6 separate regions of the Mus musculus genome follow, and all the other regions are linked to region 1. The links are chromatin contacts, called in public Hi-C and HiChIP or PLAC-seq maps. All regions are on one chromosome and are shown on one strand. The core of a region is the stretch at or near the end of the contact, and the rest is flanking DNA. Distances in the headings are between cores, read along the strand shown. Region 1 overlaps LOC102640985 (a long non-coding RNA gene). Region 2 has its middle 19 kb from the start of Pdgfc. Region 3 overlaps Pdgfc (platelet-derived growth factor, C polypeptide). Region 4 overlaps Pdgfc (platelet-derived growth factor, C polypeptide). Region 5 has its middle 180 kb from the start of Pdgfc. Region 6 has its middle 250 kb from the start of Gm52636.

The links. Hi-C and Micro-C count contacts between places; a contact is called where the count stands out from the background. HiChIP or PLAC-seq counts read pairs in DNA pulled down with a chosen protein or histone mark.
Region 2: a contact with region 1 is called in a FOXA1 HiChIP or PLAC-seq map of pancreatic cancer cells. The contact joins two enhancer-like sites. A contact is called at or near these places in 11 of 39 promoter capture datasets (the C10 cell line, the HPC-7 cell line, cranial neural crest and 7 more), 6 of 115 datasets of contacts at active chromatin or transcription factors (SST interneurons, embryonic basal ganglia, embryonic stem cells and 1 more) and 1 of 9 other capture datasets (embryonic stem cells).
Region 3: a contact with region 1 is called in a FOXA1 HiChIP or PLAC-seq map of pancreatic cancer cells. The contact joins two enhancer-like sites. A contact is called at or near these places in 24 of 39 promoter capture datasets (the 3T3-L1 cell line, 3T3-L1-derived adipocytes, the C10 cell line and 16 more), 44 of 484 Hi-C or Micro-C datasets (the 3T3-L1 cell line, B cells, the Ba/F3 cell line and 32 more) and 6 of 115 datasets of contacts at active chromatin or transcription factors (PVALB interneurons, embryonic basal ganglia, embryonic fibroblasts and 3 more).
Region 4: a contact with region 1 is called in a Hi-C map of pancreatic cancer cells, with 2.7 times the contacts expected there. The contact joins two enhancer-like sites. A contact is called at or near these places in 12 of 39 promoter capture datasets (the 3T3-L1 cell line, 3T3-L1-derived adipocytes, the C10 cell line and 6 more), 3 of 484 Hi-C or Micro-C datasets (cortical neurons, pancreatic cancer cells and tail fibroblasts) and 1 of 115 datasets of contacts at active chromatin or transcription factors (embryonic fibroblasts).
Region 5: a contact with region 1 is called in an H3K27ac HiChIP or PLAC-seq map of embryonic fibroblasts, with 12 times the contacts expected there. The contact joins two enhancer-like sites. A contact is called at or near these places in 13 of 39 promoter capture datasets (the 3T3-L1 cell line, 3T3-L1-derived adipocytes, the HPC-7 cell line and 8 more), 1 of 484 Hi-C or Micro-C datasets (3T3-L1-derived adipocytes) and 1 of 115 datasets of contacts at active chromatin or transcription factors (embryonic fibroblasts).
Region 6: a contact with region 1 is called in an H3K27ac HiChIP or PLAC-seq map of embryonic fibroblasts, with 5 times the contacts expected there. The contact joins two enhancer-like sites. A contact is called at or near these places in 7 of 39 promoter capture datasets (the 3T3-L1 cell line, 3T3-L1-derived adipocytes, embryonic stem cells and 3 more), 3 of 484 Hi-C or Micro-C datasets (nephron progenitors and tail fibroblasts) and 3 of 115 datasets of contacts at active chromatin or transcription factors (embryonic fibroblasts, large pre-B cells and pancreatic cancer cells).

The regions. Positions count from the first base shown.
Region 1 is chr3:81,916,347-81,919,038 of GRCm38.p6, reverse strand. It overlaps LOC102640985 (a long non-coding RNA gene), which reads left to right. Exons shown (of 3, transcript XR_375741.2): 2 at 836-1,923; 3 at 2,395-2,450. Among named protein-coding and RNA genes, the nearest start is that of Ctso, 15 kb to the left of the region's middle. Within about 2 kb of position 1,303, at least 64 of the 459 cell types and tissues checked have an H3K27ac peak or open chromatin away from gene starts, as enhancers often do. A contact at or near this core is called in the C2C12 cell line, the HL-1 cell line, the STO cell line and 5 more, where this site is marked.
Region 2 is chr3:81,016,369-81,019,060 of GRCm38.p6, reverse strand. No RefSeq gene overlaps it. Among named protein-coding and RNA genes, the nearest start is that of Pdgfc, 19 kb to the left of the region's middle. Within about 2 kb of position 1,375, at least 92 of the 459 cell types and tissues checked have an H3K27ac peak or open chromatin away from gene starts, as enhancers often do. A contact at or near this core is called in pancreatic cancer cells, where this site is marked.
Region 3 is chr3:81,057,401-81,060,092 of GRCm38.p6, reverse strand. The region is part of intron 1 of Pdgfc (platelet-derived growth factor, C polypeptide); the gene reads right to left. Among named protein-coding and RNA genes, the nearest start is that of Pdgfc, 22 kb to the right of the region's middle. Within about 2 kb of position 1,347, at least 95 of the 459 cell types and tissues checked have an H3K27ac peak or open chromatin away from gene starts, as enhancers often do. A contact at or near this core is called in the C2C12 cell line, the HL-1 cell line, the STO cell line and 4 more, where this site is marked.
Region 4 is chr3:81,135,821-81,138,512 of GRCm38.p6, reverse strand. The region is part of intron 1 of Pdgfc (platelet-derived growth factor, C polypeptide); the gene reads right to left. Among named protein-coding and RNA genes, the nearest start is that of Pdgfc, 100 kb to the right of the region's middle. Within about 2 kb of position 1,337, at least 18 of the 459 cell types and tissues checked have an H3K27ac peak or open chromatin away from gene starts, as enhancers often do. A contact at or near this core is called in pancreatic cancer cells, where this site is marked.
Region 5 is chr3:81,214,233-81,216,924 of GRCm38.p6, reverse strand. No RefSeq gene overlaps it. Among named protein-coding and RNA genes, the nearest start is that of Pdgfc, 180 kb to the right of the region's middle. Within about 2 kb of position 1,329, at least 19 of the 459 cell types and tissues checked have an H3K27ac peak or open chromatin away from gene starts, as enhancers often do. A contact at or near this core is called in embryonic fibroblasts, where this site is marked.
Region 6 is chr3:81,376,328-81,379,019 of GRCm38.p6, reverse strand. No RefSeq gene overlaps it. Among named protein-coding and RNA genes, the nearest start is that of Gm52636, 250 kb to the left of the region's middle. Within about 2 kb of position 1,344, at least 48 of the 459 cell types and tissues checked have an H3K27ac peak or open chromatin away from gene starts, as enhancers often do. A contact at or near this core is called in embryonic fibroblasts, pancreatic cancer cells and tail fibroblasts, where this site is marked.

The DNA.
Region 1 (2,692 bases), core at 54-2,553:
GCCATAATGAACTGAGTTACTGCTTGTTACCATTTGTAATCTTTGATCAGCAAGACTCCATAGCATACACCAAGAAAATAGTAAAAAAATAAAAATAAAAATAAAAAAAAATAAAATAAAATCAACAGATTTATAGAGATTTGCAATTTTTTCTACTTTTCTGTCTTTAATGGGTTCAATCATAATGCAACAAGATTTTGTTTGTATTAAATTGAAGCAATAAGTAATGCTAATCTATCAAAGTAACTAACAAAAAATGTCTCTTTTCTTCTGACAGCGACTTTGGAGGTATTGAACGCTGGGATAGCTCATGGAAAGAGATGGTGGCTCAGATTCTTAGTTCACTGGTGATTAAACATTCCCAAAAGAGACTGACAGATACAGAGAAAGCACATTTAAACCATTTATGGAGAACAGAGAGGCCTTATCATTTAGAGGGCCAAAAGAGAGACCGTGTAACACAGCTCTTCGTGGTATTTCATGTCTACAAAAAAAATCCCCGTGCTTTCTAGATTCTGTGTGGAGGGCCTGCTTGTCTGCTGTGGCTCTTCACGGTAGAGATGAGGTCAACTTGTCTCAGAGGCGATTGAGGTTAGAGGATATGATGGAGAATATGAAGTCGCTAGCTGCCTACATGCCAGGGAAGGGCTTAGTCATCAGGGAGAGGCAGCTGATCCCAGGCGACAGAAGCACTGTTACATGTCTCACAGCCAGCTGCAATTCAGCCAAGAGACAGAGCTTGGGGATTAATAGGACCCAAGAACTATCAGCTAAGATGGACTGGACCTCAGGCAGCCTGAATGAACTTGACACGCTTTATATGATTCTTCCCCAGCTTCCCATGGGTGGCCTTGAACTCACGACAAGCACTGTTCATCAAGCATCAGAAAGAAGAGATGACAGCAGGAAGAGTAGAACACACTTCCTTAATCCTTCAAAAGTGAGCTTTTGAAGAAAGCCAGCTCCATGGTTGACGTTCCTTCCGATATGACATGTACCGTGGAAGGAAAATAAAACCACATACAGACAAATATCTGTACCTTTGACATTTATTCAACTCTAAAGTTTAAGGGGATTTTTCTTCTCATTCTATGTACTACAATGGTATAATCAAACATGGGTGAGGATTTTTCCCTTACTGTGTGTATTGTAGGTGTCTGTATCTGAGAACTAACAATAGCTTCCAGCCACATATTAAAAAAACACCATGAATCATTGTGGCCAGACATCCTCAGAACCAGACCAGGAAAATAACAGTCCTGTGCCTGGGGCCTGTCTGAGGAGGGGAGGAAGGAGTTCTTAGTCTTCAGGGAGGGCATCCCTGAGTCATACCAACCCCAACAGAGATTGCAGCATTAAGGTCTTTGCTAAACAGCAGCCAGGGTAAATATGGAGAGTATAAACCTTGGAAAGGATGGAGAGTCAATAGGGAAACCTAGCATTCTGAGCCACACTGGAATTCCCATTCACCAACACAGCTGCTTGCCTGCCTGCCTGCCGCCGGCTTTCTACACAAGGCAGATGCAGGCCATAGAAGATGAGGAACTGACAAGCAATCCTGGTCATGTGGGTGTAGCAAGAGTGAATACCTTTTCCTAGCACAGTGGAACTCTCCAAAGGTAGCTTTAAGGTGCCCTGCCACGGAACCCCAGGGCATGGTCTCAGGTGAACTATTAAGGGCTAGAGTTGTGGGAGACTGGAGGGTTCAGATGGCGCCATTCCCTGCTATCACTGCAGAGAATTGTGAGGGGAATCTATAGAGCATCTCCTACCTGTGTTCATGCCAGTGACAGCACCGATGTCATTTCACAGCAGGTCTGCCTCGGATAGGGGCATATCAGTGTCTCCCATGGTACAGCAGTGGATTTCTGTTGCCCAAGGACCCCTGGCCCTGTTCCCTGCCTGTCTGCTGGTTATTGTCAGGTAAGAGCATGAGGTTTAAGTGTGTGGAAGGGACAGTGACAGAGATACCTAGGTCTTTCATTACATCATCTCATATGCATATTATGCACAGGCAGGAAGGACAGACTGAATTAGGTCTGAGGCTGCAATTTTATCTCGCACAGGATTGCATTTAAATAACAATAAATATTCATACCTTATGAAAATCCTGCAAGATGACATTCAGTGGTTGGAGGAGAGCATGCAAATGAGTGTGTCTGGAAAATGTGGCTGAAAAATGTAAATTCATTTTATTTTCATAGTAGCAACAAACTACTTATAGTGACTAGTATGGAACTTGATGAAAGCAATATAAGATAATTGCTAAGGAAGGCATAAAGAAACCTTGCTTTTACTAGTAGGTACATATTAGTACATAATTTGTCTCTGCTCTAGATCTAGTCACCATGAATCCTTTTAATAAATAGGACATTCTTCTCTTTATTTACACAGCATGCCATACCGAACGGATGTGAAATAACTTACCCAGAGATGAACAGCTAATAAGTGATGGATGTGGGAAAAACTTAGGTAAATAGCATGTCCAAGCCAGCCCTTATTCTACTGGGACTCCACTGCCACCAATGGAGGTGGCCAGTCAGATAGGCTTCACACTGAGTGTCTGCTTTGTTTATTGTAGCTAAAGGGATATGAAGGCATCCATTCAGCATGGGGATGCTAAACAGACATGTCAAATGTCTATGATCATTCCTTGTCAGTTAGCATCCTGATCCTTTACTTTAAAACTTAG
Region 2 (2,692 bases), core at 126-2,625, 900 kb after region 1:
AGTCAGTGTCCTAAAACTTGTATTCTGGGAAAACGGAGACAGATCAGAATGTCGATGAAGGTGAGCATCCAAGATCAAGAGGATGCATCCTGGGGCAAGTGTTATCTACTGAGTTCCAGTTTACCCACTCAGGCAGGAAGGACTTCTGGAATTATCCCGAATAAGCAAAACAGAGCCCAATTGGACCATACCATGGCCAAAACTGATTAGTTATGACCACCTCCTCCCCTTTACTCCTGTTTTACCTTTATTTAAGCCTAGTGTCCCAAAGATGCACTTGAGATCACACACAATCTTTTTTATCTATTCTCCTCAGTATGCTGCACTGATTACATAGTATCTCCCTGCCTCTTTGTCTGTAATTGGGATGGTGAGTGAGCCTGAATGGTTAGGGTCTGTGGATTTATGGGGTCATTTTTATCATCAGCTTTGGATACAACTTGGAAGAGTAAGCTTGTTTTTAGACAGAAGGTTTGCTTTGACAACTGAAAATAGTTGATAAAATTAGTTGATTTGTTTTGGTGTAAGCTAAAAACAATTATGGTGCAGCCAACATACTCCACAAACCTGTCTTTTGGGGTTCTCTCATTGGTGTCTGCCTAACGCACTGAGCATAGGCCACAATCATCCAGTCCTTCTTGGATATCAGCACAGTTTCATGTAGGGTTATTGAACTGTTGTTCCTCTCTAGTGGCATAATTCCAGTTTCACAAAGCATCTCTGGGTCCCAAGTCATGCATGCTCTGGACAGTTTAGAAATGGAGAAAGACAGCCTGACTACATCCCCTGTTCCACTTACTCTTTCTACTACTTCTTCTCCTCCTCCTCTGCCACCACCATCTCTTTCTCTTCCTTCTCCATGTCCACTTTCCTCCTCCTCCTCCTCCTCCACCCCCATCACCACCACCACGGCTCCTCCTCTGATCACGTTGATTGATGCTACATGCAAGAATGGCAGGAAAAGAATGAGTCCTTATGGGATTGGTGCTCTTGCAATAATGAATGTGGGTTTTCTGTCATGGCAAGTGACCAAACAGTTTCTACAGGGCTGGACTTGGACACTCCTCACTCTGCTCTCCCTTCCCCCCAGCTTCAGCTCCATCCTGTTTCTTAGCCCTGGCAATAAAGTGCTGCTGTTTCTTTACAAAGGCCCCTCAGGTCTTGCCCTAGCTGTATTCCTGTGCTCCTGGGCTGAGTTCTTTCCTGATGACTCCTACCTGATGACTCATAGCTGGCCAGCTTCCAAGGCTCTTGCCTTCAGCTTTGGGAAACAGTCTCATTTCTTCAAGGGCCAGCCCCTCCCCCTAGAAGCTGCAATCTTTGATCTGATTGTCAAGCAGCCTCGGCAGTAGACTAGACTTTGACTCTTCTAGAAAGGAGTCAATACCCAGAGTCCCAGCAACCATTCCCCTCATGCCCCAGAGATCACACAATCAGCAGTGTCAGCCACTGCTTGGAAAGGCCTGAGAAAATTATGCAGGGCCAGAGAGCCATGGGATTGGAGAGGACTGGCCTGGAGCAAGAGTGGAGTCAAGAGGTGTCCAAATCCTTGAAATCTCATCCTGAAATCGGCAGAAATAGCACTGCTTCCCAGCCCCAGCCCGTTTGCGTCCTGGTCCAAGTAGCCTTGCGTCCCTATGTTTTTGTCCCCCAGAAGCCAGGTAAACTTCCTCTCCCTTAATAAGGTCATGTCTACAGGCACCTGGAATTCCTTCCTGTGCAAATGGGGCAACCTGAGCACCTGGCTCTGGCCAATGACTCATCTTAAAGATTCATAGCCACCCCCCCAAAGGTTTAAGTAACTTTTGTTCCAACCCATTAAATGAACTATGTCACCAAAGCTGTCTCTCTAGAGTTCGTTCTCATTGTGTTCACATGCACTTGAGGCCTCTTCCGCTCCTAGCTGCCCCCACCTCGCTTACCAGCTCTGGGTCCACCGGGGGTGATCACAGGTCAGTCTCTCTCTATGCAATAGGTATGGAAGCGGAGCATGAACAGCATAAGTGCCCATCTGGGTGCGCATCGACTTCTGTGTTTCTGGAAAGTTGACAAGCACTTTATTTTTTACCTTAAGTCATCACTTCTAGTGTCTCTATCATGCCTTAGACTTATCTTGGAAAACTGGTCTAAACTCACAGACAACGGGAAAAGCCTCATCATAATATCCTACAAAACAGGAGTTTCCGTAACTCCAGGAAAGCATAGTTATGAAGGCCCCAAAGCAGTGGAAGATCCTTGCTAACATCGTGCCATCACTTGTGTGATATGTAAATAGTCCCACTAAAAAGGGTTTATGCTAAAACACCTTATCCACAAATGCCACTGTACTAGACTTAGCCACATCCATCACAGACAGTAACAGTGAGGAGCACAGAAAAGAGAGTGAGTTAGTGTGGCACATTTGGAAAGGGAACAGATAAAGGGGGGCTGGCTGTGTCCCTTCTTAGAATTGGGAACAAAACACCCTTGGAAGGAGTTACAGAGACAAAGTTTGGAGCTGAGACGAAAGGATGGACCATCTAGAGACTGCCATACCCTGGGATCCATCCCATAATCAGCCTCCAAACGCTGACACCATTGCACACCGTAGCAAGATTTTGTTGAAAGGACCCTGATATAGCTGTCTCTTGTGAGGCTATTCTGGGGCCTAGCAAACACAGAAGTGGATGCTCACAGTCAGCTATTGAATGGA
Region 3 (2,692 bases), core at 98-2,597, 860 kb after region 1:
CTGGTTTCTAACCCCAAATCCTGAATTTTAGATGCTGTCTGTTAGAATGAAATAAAATATGGCTTGGATTTGCTGTTACACAGACCTCTGAGTTAGGGTTAACAGTTAACACAGAGATGTTTCTAATCTAATGTGGGCTCACTGCAGAAGAACATTTAGAAAAGAATAAATTAATTTTAGGAAGAAAATTACCAGTATCTTTACCACTTCCTACCCTGGTCCTTATTAATAAAATATATTTACAATGCAATAGCATGAATCACTTTAGTGATATACGTTTATACACTCGTGAAAATACTTATGATGACAAGTAAAAAATATGTATGATGCTAGTATGAGCAATGGGGGTTCTTCAGGGGGAGGGCTTTATTTGAACCTTCCTGTAAATCCCATGAATAATGACAACTTGTATAATTCACAGCTTTTCTCAAGGGAGGTTTACTACCCTGGGGCCAGCCATCCAAACAAGGTTCAGGGGTGACATGTGTACCAATATGATAAAGATAGGAAGGAATTGTAGTACAGAGGGTACCAGGTCCAGCAACTCTCTCCTAATTTACCCAGACCATCGGAGAATGCTTCCAGAAAAGACTTCCCTCCTTTCCTCCTTTCCTCCTTTCCTCCTTTCCTCCCTCCCTTCCTTCCTCCCTCGTTCTCTCTCTCTTCCTCTCTTCTTCCGTTCCTCTCTCGCTCCCTCTCTCTTTTCCCCCTCCTTCCTTTCTTTTCTTTTTTCTACCTTTTAATTAAGAAGAAGAGCAAGAAACAAACAAGCAAAGATCAATTTATCTGTGGTTTCCTAATAACGACAAGGACTAGGAAGGATGCTTAAGTATTCCTTTAAAAGCTCAAATCTTTCAAAGGTGAACAAAGTAGAACTTAAACCACGTGGTTTGAATAATGAAGACAAAGTATTCAGGCCATTCTTCCTGAGAGTTTGATGTCCTTGATTAACATGCAAAGTAATGAGAAATTTGATGTTCCTTCTCTAGAGCATTAATATCACTCTAGTTGGCCATGAAGCAGAAAACAAAGAAGCACACACACACTCACATACATACTCATACAAATGCAAACACATACTCATACAAATGCACACACTATTACACTCACATGTACTCCCTCTGTCTCACACACACACACACACACACACACACACAGAGTTTGCACGGTGGTAATGTTTCTTTATAACAAACTGGCCTCAGGAAATTATTAATGAGGGGTGAGGAGGTTACAGAGCAGCTAAGCTCACAAGAATGCCTAAGCAAAGAGAACTGCCTATTCAGACAGAGCGGCTGAGGACTGTGTGGGGAAGACTGGCACTTAGAAAGGAATTCCTTCCTAGGCAAAAATTTTTCTATACCGTGCAAAGTGAGAATCAAATGAGTCATAACAGTCCACATCTCCTGTGTGTGTGTTAGTGGGTGACCTCCGATTCCTAAGGAAGTCAAGGGCAGCATCAAGTGAGAAACCACCCTCCTGCCTCTCTACCCCTCCTCCCAGCACCACATGTGAGGACCATCTGAGATGACACAGGTTTGGTCCAGCCAGATGCCATTACACATTGGATGACACCGGATTTGTAACTTTTGGCTTTACTTTCAGGAAGGGAAAAAAATAAAAATAAAAAAGACCCATGCCAGAAATTGAGCGGCTTTTCTCTTTGGACAAGCCCAGGCATGCCCCAGCGACACCAGCACTGGCTGAACCCTCTCTTCCTAGGCCTGCCTACCACCAGAAAAGTATGAACATTTTAACCGACTGTTTCGAAGGACCCGGAATAGAACTTTTAGTCACTCAGCCTGAGCAGAAGAGCAGTAAAGGAAAAGTTCTCTGCTTGTGCAAACATGGGGCCTATTTTCTCTATGTGAAGATGGCAAGAAACCCCTTTGTCCCCAAATCAGGATGAATGTTTTATCACTTTCAAAAGAGAAGGTACCTTCTGGTCCAGATACACAGAAAAGAGTCCTCTGCTTGACAGCTTCCACTTTATGCTGGTCAAGTATGTCTCTTCTATTGCTGCTATTGACCACTGCTGTGTCCTTGTCAACTCAGGACCAGGGGACTCTCAAGTAAGTTAGGCTTTCAGCAGCACAGCTTCATAGACTGAGCACCAATGGGTTGTCAGCCCTTCCTGGCTGCAAATGGTTGTCACTGTAGAGCCATCGAGTCCCTAAGCAATTCTAGAGAAACTCCCTATTGCAACACACACTAATTCTCTCAGTTCTGTTTTTCTGTAGAACCCTCACTAAAGATGGCTTTATGTTGGCCAGATTTAATCTTCTGTAAGTAGTTGAGACAACCCTCATGGCTGGATTTCAGTGTTCTTTTGTTACAGATGACAAAGCTGAAGTCCAGGGGGGGTGGGGGGGGCAAAGTGGTGGAGTCATATGGAGGTTGTACTAGAAGAGAAGATATTGTGCTCTAAGACTCAAGCATTGATTCTGCACCACTATTCTTTAAATGGCAATGGTTTGTGTTGCCAGAGAATTAGACTCAATTCCAGCTTCATTTTACTTTCTGTCCTTCCTCAAAAAGCCATATTTTGTTATGTTGATCCCAACCTACTTTCTAGATTAAAATAAGCAAACTGGAGAAAAAAAAAAGTGAAGATACCAAGTGACAAATCTCAATTTCTGGGACAAACGCTGAGGTGCCTATTTAACAAATAAAGAGACTTGGTATCCAGATTCGT
Region 4 (2,692 bases), core at 88-2,587, 780 kb after region 1:
TAACATTTGAGTGATTTATTGATAACATTCACTCAATACAAGAAACAACCATTCTTCTCTGTTTGTCCCACAGATACTGCTAAGTGCTGGAATTACAAGAGTGTGTCATCCTACCAGGACTAATAAATGAATACTTTACCATGATACTAGCAAAAAGAACTGTAGGATTGAAAGTTTGATAAATAGAATCTGGCTTCATCTATGAACTCAAGCATGTTCTGAATCTATCTGGCAGAATCAAGCCAGTTATCAGCCGTGTGTCATGGCCCATAGGCTGGCAGACTTCACAGATGGCCTGTGAAATGTACAGCATGCTTGATGCCAAGTACATGTTATTTTTAAATGCTCTAAAAACATTTCTTTATGAATCAGAACATCTCTTACCAATCCTTATTTGACAAGCTCATGTAACCCACTAGTCTCATTTGTACTTTGCATTGCTTGTGTCTTTGATGATGTGTTTACCTATTTCCTTTTTGACCTATTATCCTTCTTTATCTTCATCTAGATGGTTTATTTACATGGCAAATTTAAAAGTTTATTGTTTAAAAAAAAGTTTATTGTTAAAAATACTGGAAAACCTATGACATAAAACATGGATGTTTGCATACGTATGCTCATTGAGTCCAGAAACAAAAAAAGGGTTTTTGGGATTTTTGTTGTTGTTGTTGTTTGTTTTTTGTTTTTTTTTCTAGAAAAATCAGAATGATGCCACCTTCTCCTTATTGGCTTCTTCAAAGGCAAACTTGTACTTCACGGCAAAATCAGCACTTCCTATCAATCCTGTCCTTATAGAAAAGCCCCACAAGCACTCTTGATGTCTTACATTCTGAATAAGTATAAATGCATAAGATAATACCTGAGATAGGAACCTTAGGGTCTAGTGTCTGTTTTACCATTCCTTTTCCAAACCTACCATTTTGCTTTGTCTTTAACACTATAGTGTAGTAAGACAGAGATAATTAACAAGGCTAGTACCATCTATCACTGTTTACAAGTCAGGAGAGCAAATGACATCTCACCAAGTGAAAGAAGAGATTGCTATATTTAGCACACCAATACTACTACTACTACTACTTCTAATAATAATAATAATAATAATAACAATAATAATAAATTATTTAAGAAATGCCCAATTAAGGTTCTTGGACTTGCTTTAGCTGACTCACTTTTGTCTCCTCTAAAAGAAGTAAATAAGCAAAAGAACTACTCAGCCACTTTGAGACATCAGAGACTAAACAGAGCCTAGTCCTCTTAACACGGTAAATAGTAAGTCTATCTTAGTATTACACGAGGCAGCATGACTAAGGAATATTCTGCAACCCAAAACCACCCTGCGTGTAACCTTTCAACTGTGTGCTCACTGATTCACACTGTCAGCCACTTTAGCTCTGTAAACAGAGGATAATGGACACTCTGGTGACTTTTTTTCTTTTCTGCCACACTATTACTTTCATGTGTCAGATAATTTATGGAAATCTATAAATGTTACCTTGTTATAAGGTACAGACCTTATAGTTGTCACTAGCTCTAACACAGTGATAATATAAAGAAAGGGGACCTCAGAAGATGGCAGAATGGAGTTCTGTAGATTATTTCAGCCTTTAAAGCGCTCACCCTCAAATCCTAACTTTATAAAGTTATTCGTGTTACGTATACAGACGCTTCACTCACCACAGTTAAGTTCAGACTTGTATGTTATATTAACTCATAGTTAATTTTCATAATTTGAACTTTATGTCTTAGCTGAAGTTCATCTACATAATATATACATGTACCAGCTGAGAACCTCCATCAGAAAGTACTGGTTATTGAGATTGGACATTTTCTTACTGTGACTGCTTTTTTTTTATTAGATATTTTCTTTATGTACATTTCAAAAGTATCCCCTTTCCTGGTTTCCCCTCCTAACCTCCCCCCATCACACCCCCCCCCCAGCTCCCTGATCACCAAACAACCTACTCCCCCTTCCCTGTCCTAGCATTCCCCTACGCTAGGGCATATAACCCTCCCTGGACCAAGGGCCTCTCCTCCCATTGACGACTGACTAGGCCATCCTCTGCTACATATGCAGTTGGAGCCATGGGTCCCTCCATGTGTACTCTTTGGATGGTGGTTTAGTCCCTGGGAACTCTGGGGATACTGGTTGGTTCACACTGTTATTCATCCTATGGGGCTGTAAACACCTTCAGCTCCTTGGGTCCTATCTCTAGCTTCTCCATTGGGGACCCTGTGAGCAGTCCAATGGTTGGCTTAGAGCATTCACCTCTGTATTTGTCAGGCACTGGCAGAGCCTCTCAGGAGACAGCTATATCAGGCACCTTTCAGCAAGTACTTGCTGGCATCCACACTAAGTGCTTGGGTTTGGTAACTGTATATGGGATGAATCCCCAGTTGGGGCAGTCTCTGGATGGTCTTTCCTTCAGTGTCTGCTCCACACTTTGTTTCTGTATCTCCTCCCATGGGTATTTAGTTCCCCCTTCTAAGAAGGACCAAAGTACCCAGACTTTGGTCTTCTTTCTTCTTGAGTTTCATTTGATCTCATCCTTAGTCATCAGGGAAACACAAATCAAAACAACCGTGAGAGTCATCTCACACCAGTCAGAATGGCTAAGATCAAAAACTCAGGTGACAGCAGATGCTGGCTTGGATGTGGAGAAAGAGGAAAACTCCTCCATTGCTGGTGGGATTG
Region 5 (2,692 bases), core at 80-2,579, 700 kb after region 1:
CTGATTATTTAGAGTATCTTAATAGTTCCTCTAAACAAGCCAGTTGGACTTAGACTTAGATCTATAACTTTTAAAATGATAAACTTATTGACCTTAAAAGAAAATTCTGATGAAAGAGATATGCTTCATCTTTCAGTTTCTTAAAGATTTATACTGGACATTCTTTCCTGTAATGACTGAGGAGTTATATAATAAATTGGATCCTGTGTAGATTCAAATGCCTGCTGAGGCAATCCTTAAAAAGATGAGTTAATGATTTAGTAACTGCACAGAGTGTGACCAAGGTAGATGCAGGAACGGAGCTTAGCATGAGCTTCTAGGGGAATACCAGTGTATTTGAGAAGGGAGGGAGGGAGGGAGGGAGGGAGGGAGGGAGGGAGGGAGGGAGGGAGGGAGGGAGGGATGCTGCCCATATGCTACTCAGAGAACAACTTGGAGGAGTTGGTTCACTTCTTTCCCCTTCTGGATCCTGGAACTTGAACTCAGGTAGGTAGTCAGGTTGGACAGCAAACAACTTTACACAGTTAGCAATCTCCCAGACAGAGAGAAAAGGAAATTTTATAACCTTGCTTCACTGACAAAATAGTAGTCTGGCCTGTGGGGAGCTGAGAAGCAGCAGCATCTTTCTCCTGTGTCCTTCATCTCTCAGCTGAAGGTCAGAGAATTCAACAGCCCCAGGGCTTGTCCCAGAGATGTTCCACTCAACATCATTTATCCTCCTGCATCCTCATCTCACCTATTTACTGATGCAAATTGTTAACTGACTCCCACTTTGATTCAATGCCTCATTAGGCATTGGTGAAAGAATAAACAATATGATTCCTGCTTAGAGTCCCATTAATGTAGGAGTCTAATGAGAAACCAAAACGAGGTCATTGTAACTCAGTACCACAATATTTATAGTTGAACTATTTCTGTACGCCTGTGTAAGTGGAGAGAATGAAGCCAAGCTTGAGGGACTAATGGCATTTGAATGGACACTTGGCAGGAAGCTAGTAAGAAGGGTCTGTGTAGGAGCTGTTCTTCTAAGAGAATGTAGCACACATTAGCATACATGTGAAGGAATGCTGGTATTTTTCAAAACCCACAAATATTCTCTACAGCTGTGCCAGATTTGATGGTGTAAAATGAACGGAAAGTGGTAAACAGTGAGCTTAGGAGGGATTTGGTGTGCCATACGAGGATTAAAACAGAATTCTGTAGAGTTCTACTGGGGAAACTCTACCCATCACCATTAGCTTTGCTGAAGGGCCATGCTCTTAGTGGTGTGGAGGACAGATCAAACAGCAGTGAGGCCAAAGGCTCATTAGGCTGGGGAAACAGAGACTGTTTTACTGGAATGGAGAGAGCTCTGAGGCAGGGCCAGAAAGGAGACAGTTACAGAAACTGGGGGGTGTGGTAGTCACAAATGTGAGGGAGGAAAAGGCACTCAGTGATGTCTGCTAATAACATAGGAAGCAGGAAATGAAAACAAAGCCCGGGCCTCTCTGAAGTGAGATGGTTCATTATAAAGGACTTAGCTTCAGAAAATTCACTCAGCTTCAACATCGGATGTGAGAAGAAAGCGAACCACTGGGGGGAAAAGAATCTATCGATACAGTTTAATTTTCTGAGGGCAAGACTACCTGTTTTGTCTTTCGCACACGTCCAAATTGTCTATAAGGAGTATTTGATGAGAAGGAGAAAGGAACAATGAGAATCAGAAATAAAAAATATAATCATGAATACTGCTTCATATAACTAAGTGCTATTCTTCAGTTTAATAAGCATCACTATGCAAAATGGGCCTTTGCCACAGAGACAGAAGTCGGAACCACTGATATAACATACAAAATAATTGGTGGTCAATATAGTCAACACCTCCAAGACTTAAGAGAAAATGAGGTCACGTGTGCTGTAAACGCATTAGCTTCTGTTGGCTTTGGTAAACACAGGAAGCATCATGAGTGTAATTGATCATAGACAATCAGGCTTCATACTTACCCTCACTCACTGGCAGTAGGGAACAGAGTGATACTTTTATGATCACGTTTGACCACCAAAGAGAACAATAAATATTTTAAAACTGACAAGGGAAATGGTTAGAAATACCAAGGTAAACACATCTGGTAGGTAATTCCGTGTAATCTCTCACAGTTCTTACTTTGCCAGTAAGACCTGGAAACTGCCGATATTCTGCACTTCCCATGATGCTTGGTGAAGTTATTTCTGGGTCTCTATAGCGCTGGGACAAAAGGGCAAAAGGTTAAAGAAATGAGACAGAGAACATGTTTATTTGTGTACTTGTTTCTCACATGGTGGGAGGTAGGGCAGGGCTGCCAGCAGCAGGGTCACAGTCAATGGGTACTCTTTGCAAGCTCAGTCTGGAGAGACTGTCTCTGGACATGTGATGTTTCGCCAAGCCTACAGCCAAGTGCTGAAGAAACCAGACCCCAAGAGATCTGTGCCTAGAATGGAAGGACTATATTTTGAAATACCCTGGTAATCCATAGACTAGCTACTACATACTGCAGATGTTGCCATAGAAAATGGAGACAGGAATAGGAACTTATGGAATCTGCCCCTCACTTAATCTAATCATATACTATATCACCACACATTTTACAATGCATCTTTTACTTTTAGATCCTATACAGTTTACTTAATCAGAATTTACTATTAATACCACTGGGGGGGGGAAGAACTTCATTGC
Region 6 (2,692 bases), core at 95-2,594, 540 kb after region 1:
TGTGAGGAATTCTAATTTGCTTCAAAAATAAATACATTACTTACATGGAAGAAAACCCCATCCATCCCTCCATTCGACAAATGACATTGAGAGAAGAATGAAATGATGAGCAAGATATGGTAGCTTAGATGATAAAATTGCTCTACTTTTCTTTTTACAGAAGTAAATAGCGTCTGACTACATGTTTCTTTTTGCTTCTTTTTCTAAAAAAGAAATTCTCTGTTGAATGCAAGCGTTGGTTCAATTATTTGTATTGCAGCTACTATATTTCTAGGATACCCAAGAGTCTCTAAACACATTCAAACACACACACACACACACACACACACACACACACACACACACACACACACACATACACACACACAGGGAACGTGAGTACCCAACACCCCATCATATGTCATGAAACATATCTGTGCATAAAGTCAGGGAACAGTGTATTACTCTCTTTCGTAGATTTACCCCACCCCTGCCAAAAGCAACTAAATAGTTATATCACTGCTGAAAGTAAATCTTTTCAAGGTCAGCTTTAGACTGTCTCAAAAATAATACCACTCCTTGAGTCTTCAAACAGGAGTGGAATACTGCCCCTTAACTACTCCAGAAGCATTAGCGAAGGTAAAAGTCACATAAAGAAGAAAGGTTTCCTTCAAAATGTAAACCCTCTCTTCACAAAGCAAGAGCTCTAATTCATCTAATTTCTATGTGGGTTCAGTTTCCAGTCACAGATGTCATTTGGATGTGATAAGGTCCCAGAAGACACTGATGCTGTTTAGTGCTTGCTACACACCCACTTATTGTGGATCACCTATGAAATGCAAAGCCCCTACCAGTAATACATTGGAAAGGACCTCTTTCATATTTTCTGTTAAGAAATGAGGTTCTTCTCTCCCTTGCCCATGCGTACCTCTAAATATAACTGTTTGTAAAATAAGTAAACTGAAAGAAAGCAACTCTTTTGAGAAATGACCTAGGTCAGGAGGCTTCCTGGGTTTTATTGCTACTTCAAAGCAAAACCAGATAAACTGGCTTAAGGTATAACTTTTGGCCTTTGGTGGAATTCCACACAGCTGTCTGAGTAGCATATGTTTTAAGACAGATCATAGGATTTTTGCATGCTTTCTGGTCCATCTATATTCTCTGCTCAGAGTGGTAAGGATTTTCTTTTTCCACTTCCCTAACACACCAAGGACTCTGGTGTCTCTGGGCAGTTCATTCATCTTTTCAGAAAATCACATGAGAGCTGTTAAGTCGGCTGCCCAATTTAAACTGTTTATGTTTCCTTTCCAGGATACTCCAACCAGTGGGATGGACCGCAAGCAGAGCCTGGCAGCAGGAATGCTGCAAGTGCCTGGATGCCACGTGTTCCATCTCCTTTAGATATCCTTGACTCATACATCCTGTCTGGGCTGATGTTGGTTTTCTGATTGCAGAGTGTCTGGAATGTTCTCAAATGCACAAGCCACCTTCCAAGGGCAATTGTGTATCCCTGGACTTTTCTATCACTTTCTGATTCCACTCAGGGGTCTGAATGAAGTCAAATTTTCATCAGAAAATGAAGACTTTGCTTAAAGACCCTTAGCTGTAGTGTCCCATAGAAAGTTTAACTAAAGAATCTCTAAGCATGAGATATGAACAAGATTTATTTTTTACATCAGAGTGGTTATAGTAAAGTTTTAAAGAGAAAATTTTTATTCCTAAAGAGAATGTAGGTGGCGCATGCCTTTAATCCCAGCACTCGGGAGGCAGAGGCAGGCGGATTTCTGAGTTCGAGGCCAGCCTGGTCTACAAAGTGAGTTCCAAGACAGCCAGGGCTATACAGAGAAACCCTATCTCGAAAAACAAACAAAAAAAAAAGGAAAAAAAGGAGAATGGGAAAATTGTTTTTGTTATTGTCATTATATTTAATAAATGATCCATATAGAAAATAAATATCACAAGTGAAGCAAAATGCTTATGGATCTTCTCTTAACATCTGTGCCAAATTGAAATTTCTCTGTTTGTTCAACTGTAACAGTAGAAATCCTGGGAATCAAATGGGAAATGAAACAAGCAATCAGTTGAAATAAGAATATTAGTCATAATTGGTAGTCATAATGGGATATTGGTTTAAATATATTGGTCCTCTTGTTTTGTTTTGTTTTGTTTTGTTTTATGTTGACTGTTCATAGTAGAATGTGTGATTAAACCCTAAACAAAAAGGAATAGGACAGGATAAATGATTAGGTTTCTTTTCATACTACCTTATGTAACTAATGATATCTACAACCTATTTTGTTTGACATTTCAGTCAAAATTCCTGGGAGATTCATACTCACAATTCTCATAACCAATACTTTTAACTGAACAAATGTTATTAAAACTACAAGGTATAGAGGCAAGTAGCTTCCATTCTCTTCTTATATTCTGGAAAACATTTTAAAGACAACTACATATATAAAGAAAATGCCCAGTAGCCAAAACCAAGATACCTGACAGTCCATGTGTTACATTATTGCAATACTACCATTTATGATCCAGCTTTTTCTTTATGAGTCCTTCTCAATTGCCGCATCTTTAAGCTGAGTCAAAGAGAAAAGAACATATATCCTTTTTCCAGTGTGAAACTCTGAATTCTTAGAGGTCAGCTCTGGTTCAAAATTAAATCCCAAATGGAGCTGAAAGGATGCAAAGGAAGAGTGGGATGTGTTGC